Linked DNA regions of Mus musculus: all the other regions are linked to region 3. A link is a contact called in public ChIA-PET and HiChIP or PLAC-seq data. All regions are on one chromosome and are shown on one strand. The core of a region is the stretch at or near the end of the contact, and the rest is flanking DNA. Distances in the headings are between cores, read along the strand shown.

Evidence for each region. ChIA-PET counts read pairs in DNA pulled down with a chosen protein or histone mark. HiChIP or PLAC-seq counts read pairs in DNA pulled down with a chosen protein or histone mark.
Region 1: an H3K27ac HiChIP or PLAC-seq map of extraembryonic endoderm stem cells shows a contact between it and region 3. The contact joins the enhancer-like site here to the promoter of Uba3 in region 3. A contact is called at or near these places in 17 of 39 promoter capture datasets (the 3T3-L1 cell line, 3T3-L1-derived adipocytes, the C10 cell line and 11 more), 1 of 15 datasets of contacts at CTCF or cohesin (embryonic stem cells), 5 of 484 Hi-C or Micro-C datasets (the AML12 cell line, embryonic stem cells, muscle stem cells and 2 more), 13 of 115 datasets of contacts at active chromatin or transcription factors (the 230-238 cell line, bone marrow-derived macrophages, embryonic forebrain and 7 more) and 3 of 9 other capture datasets (adipose tissue, embryonic stem cells and liver).
Region 2: an RNA polymerase II ChIA-PET map of memory CD8 T cells shows a contact between it and region 3, with 111 read pairs. The contact joins the enhancer-like site here to the promoter of Uba3 in region 3. A contact is called at or near these places in 3 of 39 promoter capture datasets (embryonic stem cells, liver and pre-B cells), 1 of 484 Hi-C or Micro-C datasets (nephron progenitors), 6 of 115 datasets of contacts at active chromatin or transcription factors (effector CD8 T cells, embryonic stem cells, memory CD8 T cells and 1 more) and 2 of 9 other capture datasets (adipose tissue and liver).

Annotation. Positions count from the first base shown.
Region 1 is chr6:97,407,603-97,411,234 of GRCm38.p6, reverse strand. The region is part of intron 4 of Frmd4b (FERM domain containing 4B); the gene reads left to right. Among named protein-coding and RNA genes, the nearest start is that of Frmd4b, 78 kb to the left of the region's middle. Within about 2 kb of position 1,339, at least 61 of the 459 cell types and tissues checked have an H3K27ac peak or open chromatin away from gene starts, as enhancers often do. A contact at or near this core is called in the AML12 cell line, extraembryonic endoderm stem cells, liver and 4 more, where this site is marked.
Region 2 is chr6:97,386,170-97,389,722 of GRCm38.p6, reverse strand. All of the region lies in intron 5 of Frmd4b (FERM domain containing 4B), which reads left to right. Among named protein-coding and RNA genes, the nearest start is that of Frmd4b, 100 kb to the left of the region's middle. Within about 2 kb of position 2,197, at least 15 of the 459 cell types and tissues checked have an H3K27ac peak or open chromatin away from gene starts, as enhancers often do. A contact at or near this core is called in effector CD8 T cells and memory CD8 T cells, where this site is marked.
Region 3 is chr6:97,203,736-97,207,402 of GRCm38.p6, reverse strand. Uba3 (ubiquitin-like modifier activating enzyme 3) reads left to right here and starts at 1,756. Exons shown (of 18, transcript NM_011666.3): 1 at 1,756-1,870; 2 at 2,056-2,097. The coding sequence starts at 1,851.

The DNA of each region.
Region 1 (3,632 bases), core at 90-2,589, 200 kb before region 3:
ATTCAACATGAAGCATAGTCTAAGATCATGGGGAATTTTAATGACAATACATCTCATTTTATACTATGATGTTGGAAACCCCACCCCAACCCCTCTACTCCCTCCCTTCGCCTCCTCTTTTCCCTCTTTCTTCCTTCTTTTCCTTACTCCTCCTCCTCCTTCCCCTCCCCCTTCTTTCCCTCCTCCTTCCTATAATGTTCAGACAAAGAAAGTCATGGTGAATGTTTACAAATATCCAAATGTTTCCATTATTATTAACGCTCAAGAAGGAGGGTACCCAAAGTGACTTATATAGGTCTAAATCATAGCTGAAAGGTGTCCAAGGATCCTAAGGAAAACCTGTAGTACTGAAAGGGTGTGGTGTAAGGCACATGTGCCCAGAAGTGAGTGAAGGAGGGCCCCACCAGAAGCAAGGAGAACAATGCCCTTACCCTAACTCTAGGGTTAGGGTTAGGGTTAGGGTTAGGGTTAGGGTTAAGGCTAGGGCTAGGGCTAGGCTAGGGCTAGGGCTAGGCTAGGCTAGGGCTAGGGCTAGGGCTAGGGCTAGGGCTAGGGCTAGGCTAGGGCTAGGGCTAGGGCTAGGCTAGGGATAGGGATAGGGCTAGGCTAGGGCTAGGGCTAGGCTAGGGCTAGGATAGGGATAGGGATAGGGCTAGGCTAGGGCTAGGGCTAGGCTAGGGCTAGGGCTAGGCTAGGGATAGGGATAGGGCTAGGCTAGGGCTAGGGCTAGGCTAGGGCTAGGGCTAGGTCTAGGCTAGGGCTAGTCAGAAACTGAAGGGAAAGTTGGTGTGAATGAGGTACCTATAAGGAATGAAGTTAACCCTGTGAGTATTTCCAACTCTGAAAACACAGAATGAATGAGAAGTTCCTTTCCACAGGAAGTTCCTTCACCTCTCCTTTCCCACCTTGTGGGATAACTGGGTGGGTTTTTTACTGACTTACTGTTTGTATCTTACGAAGGATGGGGAGAATATCTGTTTCTTTGCTTGTGCATACTTCAGCTGGCCAGCCTCCTGCAAACACATGGGCTGCCCCTGGCTATGCTAAACTCTGGACACAGTCAACATCCTTCCACACTAATCTTTGTGGACACTCACCACGTTTTTGCTGTGTCACAGTACAGCCAAAGGAATGTGTCTTTGGAGAATCTTAACAAATACCATTTATTTAGTGACCACATTTGTGTGCCTGTTCTGCAGACAGCTGCTGAGGTCTAGCGTGTGCCTGAAAATTCCAGAGAGCAAACCCTGCCTCCCCTTCCTGACAGCCCCTCACAAGGCCTTGCTATCTTTTGCAGCAGGTTCCTGGAATTCCACAGCACTTGGCGGTGGCTTGTTCCTGGGACTTTGGCCCCTACTTAGCAGTTATCTCAAATGTCCTGTAGCTGCTTGGTGTTAACTTTCTCTTCTCTGCTAGCATAATTGAAACCCTTATCAAGGCTTTAATGATTCACTTAACTCATCCTCCAAACAAGACAGTGACATCATCATAGCCTTTATTCTTCAAAGCAGGCAGTTGTTACTCCTGTTAAAGAAATGATCGTGCTGAAGCCCACAAGGTAGAACTCTCTGCATCCTGAATGGGCTTCACTGAGGTCACAGAATGGAGGCTCACAGTCCAGGGACAGCTAGTGAATGGCTTTTGTCACAGTTGTTTGTCACAGTTGTTTGTCGGAGGTTCTCACACCACAATTAGAGAACACAGAATTGTTGGTGACATTTCCATCTGAAGAAAGAACCTGTCAGGTTGCTTGTTTTGACTAGAAAATGTAACCAGGGAACTCAAACTAGAATTTTTAGATTTTTTTTAACTAAAAAAAAAAAAGAAAGAAAGAAAGAAAGAAAGAAAGAAGGAAAACTTTAATATTAGGCTTACTTGTAATTCCAGACCCAGTGACGTTAATCTGGTGGATCCCTGAGGCTTGCGGGCCAGCCAGCATAGATTGCTTAGTGAGAGTACTTGGTAGTGAGCAACTCTGGGTGCAGGGGTCAGGAATATTACACACAGACACACACACACATAAATGCAACCAAAGATAGTATTTGGTTGTTTTGATCTTTGAATACTATAAAGGCATCTAAATTGCCAGGGGTCCCTCATGAGTGAACAGCAGGTGATAGGCTGGGAGAACACTGGGGGCCATAACGCATGGACATCTAGTAATGTGCTAGAAATACAGAGCACAGGAATATCAATAACATACTGGGATACAGAACACAGGGGTCTTTCATTCATGGTCATCAGTATAATGTGCTAGGGCATATTAGAGCATAGAAGCCCTTCATACAGGGCTGTGGTGATTTGAATACACTTGGCTCAGGGAGTGGCACTATTAGGAGGTGTAGCCTTGTTGGAGTAGGTGTAGCCATGTTGGAGAAAGTGTATCACTGTGGTCATCGGCTTTGAGACTCTCCTCCTAGATAACTGGGAGACAGTCTGCTCCTAGCTTTTTTTCAGTGAAAATGTAGAACTCTAGGCTCCTCCAGCACCATGTCTGCCTGGATTTTGCCATGCTTCCTGCCATGATAATAATGGACTGCATGTTTGAAAATGTAAGCCAGCCACAATTAAATGTTGTCCTGTATAAGAATTGCCTTGGTCATGGTGTCTCTTCACAGCAATGGAAACCCTAACTAAACCAGAAGTTGGTACCAGGGGCTATTGCTGTGATAAGCCTGACCATACTTTTGTTTGGAAAAATGTGGATTTGGGGGACTTTGGATTTGAAAAGCACTGGAATGCTTTAAGTGGGCCTCAATGGGCCATCCTAGTAGGACTATGGAAGACATTGGTGCGTAGAGTGATTTGAACTAGAGCTAGGCTCAAGAGGTTTCAGAGGAAAAGAATGTTAATATGTAGCCTAAAGACTGTTTTGTGGTATTTTGGTGAAGAATGTGGCTGCTTTTTGCCCTTGTCTGAAGAGTCTGCCTGAGGCTAAGTCTAAGCTGAAGAGAATCATATTAATTACATTGACAACAGAAGTTTCGAAAAAGCTCAGCATAGACTTTGTCCTCTGGCTTACTCTCATGAAGAACATTTTGATCAAGTGTAGCAAGCTTAGAAAGGAAAACTACAAAATGCTTGGTTCAAGTAATCAAGGGACACCAGGAAGCGAAATGGAGAGGAATCCTGTGTTCAAGGAGATAAACAAATTAAGGAAGTAGTGATCTCATGGCAAGATCCACACAGCTAAGCTTATTGTTTATGTTTGCAGTTGAACAAGGAATATTATGTCATGTTAGGAGTTATGATGTGGTTATTGTTTTCATTTGGAGTTTTAATCTGGAATTAACTACTATCGGATAATGATCTTGAGGGATAGTGGCCATGAAAAGCTTTGGATCAGGCATGATGGTACACACCTTTCCAGGAGACAAAGCCAAGCAGATCTTTGAGTTCAAGGTCAGCCTAGGACAGAGCAAGTTTTATGTGGGAAAAAAACAAAACAAAACTTAAGCCCAGGGATGGTAGTACACGCCTTTAATCCCAGCATTCAGGAGACACGGCTGAACATTTTCAAGCCACCACAATGGCCATCCAGGTGGTGAGCTGGCACATAGTGAGAAATAATCCCCACCAGCGGCCACGCATTGCCAGGATGTGTATCACTGTCATTCTTAAGGCCACAATTG
Region 2 (3,553 bases), core at 948-3,447, 180 kb before region 3:
CGGGTGCGATGGTATGTGTCTGTAACCATAGTACCTGAGACATGGAAGCAGGAGGTTCAAGAGTTCAAGACCAGCCTCTGATCTACAGTGAATTCAAGACTGGCCTGGGCTTCATGAGATATCTTAGGAAAGATATAAACAATAATGTAGTGTTTTCTAGAGAAAAAAATACAGGACAGTATCTAGGCATTTACACTTGCCATAATTTATACTTTCTAGGGATTGTTGATAACATTTACCTAACTCTGGTCAACTATAATTATAGATGTCATCAAAGGATGAATGAGAGAGATTAATTCTGCTCTCATCTTGTTTGGAGATGTGTCTTTGTGTAGTAGGCAACTGTTAATTACCAAGTCCTATAGCTGACTATTGATGCTCAACACTAAATGGGATGCTGGTATAAACTACAGGAAGACTCAGGATACATGGCAGAAAGACTGTAGGAGCTGAAGGATGGGGAGGGGCGCTGTGATATGCTGTCTTCTGGACATGGTATGGCCATTGCACTCATAAACTCCCTAAAGCTATGGTCACATAAGTTAAGATGAGGCCAGGGGACCAGTCAACACCCAGTAGACAGCACTAACTGAACTTGGTGGGTTTTAGAAAAAAAGAGGGGGAAAGGACCTAAGTATGGAAAAGAGAGGTGTTGAGAGGTGTTGAGGAACGTCCAGAGAAGTGAAAGGGAATAGTTGAAGATGGATATTATCTAGATAGATTACATACATATGTACAATTGCCAAAGAATGAATATGAGTACATGTGTATATATATATACTCATGTGTGTGTGTGTGTGTGTGTGTATAGATACAGATATATGATTTTGCTTCCTTTTGACATAGAATCTCACTATATAGCCCTGGCTGGCCTGGAATTTGTTATGTAAACCAGGCTGGCCTTTAATTCACAGAGATCTATTTGCCTCTGCTGGGATTAAAGGTGTACACTACCACTCTCAGCACTAAAATTATTCTTTAAAAAGATTAATAATAGTTTTTGTAGAAAGAAGAATTTCACTGCCAGTCTAATTTTTAAAATCAAATGCCCATAGATTTCCTCTAATATTTTAGGCGTTAAATAAAGATCAGTTGTCTCCTTATAGAAAGCTAGCATGGGCTTAGGATAAGTAGATCTGTTGATTGAGTGCTGAGCTGGTGTACACTGGGCCCGAGACACTGCACTGCACTGCACAAACCAGGCTTGGGAGCACAGGAATGTAACTGTACACTAGAGAGGTAGAGGCAGGAGAATTGGAAGCTCAAGGTCCTGCTCAGCTATGCAATCAGTTTGAGATTAATTTGTGATTCCAGATACCCTATCACAAAACAAAAGGAAATTAGAGCTAGTGTTTGTTTATTTAAGACAAGGTCTGATTATGTAGCCCAGGCTGGCCTCCAATTTATAATCCTGCCTCAGCCTCCTGCATGGTAGGATTACAAGCGTGTGCCAGCACAGCCAGCAGAAAGCAAGTTCTTTCTACGTTTTTAAGGTTTTTTTTTTTTTAATTTTATGTGCATTGATGTTTTGCCTGTATGCATGTCTGCGTGAGGGTGTTGGATCCTGGAGTTACAGACAGTTGTAAGCTTCCATGTGGGTGCTGGGAATTGAACCCACATCCTCTAGAAGAGCAGTCAGAGCTCTTAACCACTGGGCATCTCTCCAGCATTGGAAAGCAGGTTCTTTAGGCTTCAGTTTTGAAGTGCCCGTGCGCAAACCAAACTCAGCCATGGCTGGACCCGAGAACATGTAAAAGCGTGTTCAACCAGCAGGATCCTCTTGAAGCCTGTGGTGGGCTGTATTGGTGTATGGCTGTTTATCTCTAGAGATGCTCAGTGGGTTTCTTAATGTTTCTTCTGACATTTTAAATTCCAATTAAACATCAAGAAAAATGAAACCGGTTTCCTTTGGAAAAGAAGAAGAAAAAGAAAGAAAATCTACCCTAGCAGTCTTTTTGACACATCCCCACTTCCTGTATGGCTATATTAAACACTGCCCATGATGGGATGTTTCTGTTTGCTAGCTCTCATCTGCAGGTGCAGTTTGCAGTGTGAGAAAACACATTGCAAACCTTAGTATGTTTTGACCGTAACCTTTGATCGTAACCTCTTTTCTGAGGCGAGGTTTCAGTGTGAGGGCTACTTTGGGCCTGGGCTAGCTCTGTGGTTTAAAATGGTGCCTAACCTCTTCCACAGAGAGCTCTCTCAGGACAGCGTGGGTGAGGTTAGGGTGTCAGTTCTCATCACACGACCTGTGAATACCTCTGTCATGTTTATGCCAAATACTCATTATTACTTAAACAGGGGGTGGGAGCAGGGAGCGGCAATGCATGACTTCAATTCCTGCACTAGGGAGGCAGAGGCTGGCAGAGCTCTGTGAGTTTCAAGGCCAAATTGGTCCACACAGAGCTATGTAGTGAGACCCTACCCAACCCCCACACTAAAAAGAAGAATTTTTTTATGTGTGTTTTTATGATGTGTATGTGTATGCGTTCATGTGTGAAGACACACTTGAATATCAATCTTTATCCTCCATCCTGTTGGAGGTGAGGTCTCATGTGTTTTGAGACTGGAGTGTTGGTGCCTGGTCTGTTGGCCCTGGGGTTTCTGATCTTGCAGAGGTCCTCCTAGTAACCACATGGTGGCTCACAACCATCTGTACTAGGATCCATGTCCTTTGTGGTGTGTCTGAAGACAGCCACAGGGTACTCCTATACATAAAATGAATAAGTCTAGGGAATTCTACTGTCTGTCTCACTTCTCACCATAGGAGCATTGCAATTACAGACACTCATCATCATGTCTGGTTTACCCACGTGTTCTATGTTCATCGTGTTTTCACAGCAAGTTCTTTCAGCTACGGAAGCATCTCCCTGGCTCCCCAAATGCTCATTATTAATGAGTAGACTCGTGGACCCTTGCCCCTCTCCATCCATGGACTCAGAATGTGGAAGGAGTGAAAATTCAGTCCCCATAAATAAGACTTTCAGTGGACTGTTTGCACACATAACTAGAAAAGCCCCTGGGATTTTGGTTGTGTTCAACCTGCAGAATGAATAATGTGTTAAAATTGCCTTTAAGAAAATGTGAATTCCAGAGCAGACACAGGAGTTTAGGAATAACCTTTTTCAATTCTGTTCCTCATTTTGACTTGATGGGGTTGTGTTGAGATTTCATGTTAAGAATGCACAAAATCAGGCTGGAGAGATGGCTCAGTGATTAAGAGCACTGACTGATCTTGCAGAGGTCCTCCTAGTAACCACATGGTGGCTCACAACCATCTGTACTAGGATCCATGTCCTTTGTGGTGTGTCTGAAGACAGCCACAGGGTACTCCTATACATAAAATGAATAAGTCCTTTTAAAAGGCACAAAATCCTTAGAATGGATATAGTAGCCCAGACCTTTAATCTAAGCACTTGGGAAGTCAAGGTACTAAGTAGAAGGGTAAACACGGGTTTGAGCAGGGCTGAGCCAGAGTTACAGAGAGAGTTCAAGTCAGTTTGGGATAAACTGAGATGTTGACTTAAAAGACAACAAATAAGAATGTATA
Region 3 (3,667 bases), core at 507-3,006:
TGTAAAGAAAATAAATCTACTGAGGATTTCGGCCACTTGCCACTACTACTGTCATTATTAACAAAAGGAGGTGGCTCTTTCTAATCAGTTAGGCAGATCTCACGATGTCTGCTGTCAGCTGTCAAAGTGGTGAGTCATGGTGACACACAGATGCAGGACTGACATCTTTGTGAACTTCTTTTGGGTGTGTTGTCTGCATGTACATTTGCACCACTTGTGTGCTGGGTGCCAGCGAGTTGAAGGCCACTGTGTGGGTGCTGGGAATTAAACCTGGGTTCCCTGCAGGCTTTCTTCTTCTTCTTCTTCTTCTTCTTCTTCTTCTTCTTCTTCTTCTTCTTCTTCTTCTTCTTCTTCTCCTTCTTCTGCTATTTTTGTTCTATTTCTAAGGCTCAGTTTCCTCTTCTCACTGTCTGGTTATGACTGAATTTTTAGCTCAATGTGTGCTATTGATGAAAGTAGCTGGGGGATCGTAACAGATGAGCCTTCCTTAAGGTTCAATGAGAGCAGGACAAAGTAGATTGCATGCCTCAAGTGAGTAGTAGCAGCCCCCCCGTCCCCCTTTAATGAGCACCCTAGAAGCTATATCAGGGCACTTCACTGGTTTTCAAACAGTGTGTCCACAAACCACCTCTTGTGATAAAACTCAAACCTGGCATTTGTAACCTTCAAGTAATTCCAATCAAAAACCATATTTGAGAGCCACTTAAAAATTCACTTAATTTTCAATCTTAAAATCGTGAATGTTGTTATTCTCATTTTACAAATGAGGATCTGGAAATACCCAAGGGCTCACAGTTAATAGCTGAGTAGTAAGGGTTTAAATTCAGTTCAGACTTACATATTAAATTTTTTTATCTCACTTTACTAAAAGTGATATGTTTAACACAATTATTCTTTCCTTTCTTGTCTACCAGAATCAGTCATTTACATACAATATATGACTGTGAAGAATAGAGTCAAAAATTCATTCATTTATTAACACTTTCAAGTGACAGGTTATAAATAAATCTCTATACTTTTCATACCTAATCATCTATCTTATCTATCATTCATTTATTTATCTAATATATATCTTGATGTATATATGTATAACAGATTAGTTTTCTGACAGACTGGTGTGACACTGAAGTGTCACAAAGAAAATAAGACTCTTCACCCTATGTCTATTTAATGCTTTAAACTTCATGCCCATAAAAGCAAGGGTTTTGAATCTTCCTGATATATGGAAAACGGAAATTTCTTTCACCAATTTTCCCGGAGAAAAGCACTGGCATATTGGGGTGGCTATTTTAGTTTTTAAATAGAATATATGAACATTTTATGCAATTATGTGTCAACGTATAAGTGTATAAATAAGTAACATATCTAAGTTCATGTGGCATAGCAACATTATAGATGGTATAATATTAAGTAGGCACAATTAATCAAAGATTTTAAATACACTGGGAAATGCTTGCAAAGCCTAAGGGGACCTAAGCAGCCTATTTAGCCACTGCTTCCCGCTGTTCAACTAGCTTTCCCAGACGCTCCCGCCCCTCCCTCTCGTCCCCTGAAGCCGCGCCTCTAGTACTGGCTCCGCCTTCGCTCCTCCTTCTAATAGCCCAGTCTCAAAGCACTGGACCCCGCCCCTCCGCGCCTGCTCAGTTTTTCCCTCCTAAAGCCTCGGAACCCAAACCCCAGCTCCGCCTCTCCGTTTGAAGCCCCGCCCCGCCGCGCCCCCTCACTTTCTTACCTGAAGCTCCTCCCCTCCTCCCTGGCTCGGCTCTCCCTCCTTCCATTCACCTGCAGTCCCGCCCCTCCCGGGCGGACCCGCTCGGCGCGAGGGCCTCTGGGAAGAGGCGGGGAACAATATGGCGGATGGCGAGGAGCCGTAAGTATCGGGATTTTGCCGGAGCGCCGAGTTGGGCTGGGTTGTGAGAGAGCGCGGCGGTGGGCAGTCACCGCTGCCAGCCGGGGGTCCCCCAACCCCTTCCCCGTCCCCTCGCCCCCCATACCCTTGCGGCGCCCTCTTTGGAGCTTGATGCTGACCCTTCTTTTATTCTCTCTTTCTTTTAGGGAGAAGAAAAGAAGGAGAATAGAGGAGCTGCTGGCTGAGAAGTTAGTGCTGCTGGGAGGCCGGGGTCCTCTCCGGAGACCCCCGCCTCCCCCTAATCCCAGGCCTAGGGGACCAGCCGCAGCGGGCCCGAGGGTGCTGGGAGGGGGTCACCTGGAGCAGGCCGCGCGTCCTCACCCCTGACCCCGTCCCCAGCTCGAGCCACCGGCCGGCTGCTCCCTGGCTATGCTCCTGCAAAAGCCACCCGGTACTCCCCTCTTCCTCCAACCCAAATTGTCAGAGCTGTGACCTTGTGGCAAGTGAATCCAATCTAAATCTAAATGGACACGAGGCCTGTTTTGGGTCCTTGATGAACACTGAGACAATAGTACACATAAACTTTTTATGAACACTCCGTGAATCAGGAATTGTGTTAAAACTTGTCATTTTTGCAAGGTAATTGGGTCTTAAAGGACACGGCAACTCACTTGCTCTCTCATTTACCACACAACCTGTATTAAATACTTAGTTTTTTTTGATGCCGCAGACTTTAAAATTCTTTTCATATGGCCAATCCTACGTGATTCCTCTCCCCGCCCTCCGTGGGAAGGGGGAAAAAATACTCGTGTATTGGGTGTGGTGATTCATAATTTCTGTGTCAGCTCTCAGTAGTACTTTGGTCTTTTCCATGCCCCTCCCTATGGGTGAATTTCAAATGCAAGGGCTCACCCTTTCTCACCGCTTAATTCCCAACTCAGCACGAAATAACAAAGTTTGAGCGCTTGCTGTCTGCCAAGAGCAGCCCCTAAGTTCAATACCTGATGATCTCTTTACCTCATGACCATCAGAAGTAGTTGCAGTCTACAGCTGAAGTTTCTGACAGTTAAGGAATCTTCTCAAAGCTAGAGTGTGCTTGGTTATGGCGTGAGACCCAGCATTGCATCAGAACATCAGCTATGCAATGTATGTTAGTCCCTTTTGTAAACAATTGAAATCACTAATATATTTGAAGGTAGAAACTTTGGGGTTACAGGAAAGTTATCACAACCAAACATGAATGAATCTGTGGTTATAAAGTGCATTTGAGTGTTTTGTTTTGTTTTTTAGAGAAGTCCCACTTTATTAGTTGCATGTTCTCAAAGATTTCTTGATGGTAAATAAATGCCTATCTGTGGCATAATTGTAATCTAAACATTTTTCTTGTGTGTGTGTTTTGTGACAACAAATGGACCTTAGTATTAGGAGAGGTTTGTTTGTTTTTTATTTTTAGTTTTTAAAGGAAAAAAAAATACTGGGATCCTTCTGAGGAAAGAAATGTATGATCATTGCTTTCATCCAAAGTGTTCAGTGGCTCTCATCTTTCCAACTTGGGAGGAGCCATAACTAGTGTTAGACTGAAGCACCATAGTTCTCAGAGACCCCCCTCAACCTATGCACTTGTTACTTCTACTGAAGGAACAAACGGTTGATGGAAACTCAGAGTGACTGTAAATACCAAACAGAGGGAAGTCCTTTCTCACTTAGTGTTTAGTGTTGCGACTTTGATCTGTGGGTGCCGAGGAAGCTAGGAACACAGAGGCAGAATTATTTTATCAAGTAGGTGAAGAGTGCTTCCCCATACCAGACAAGCCAAAA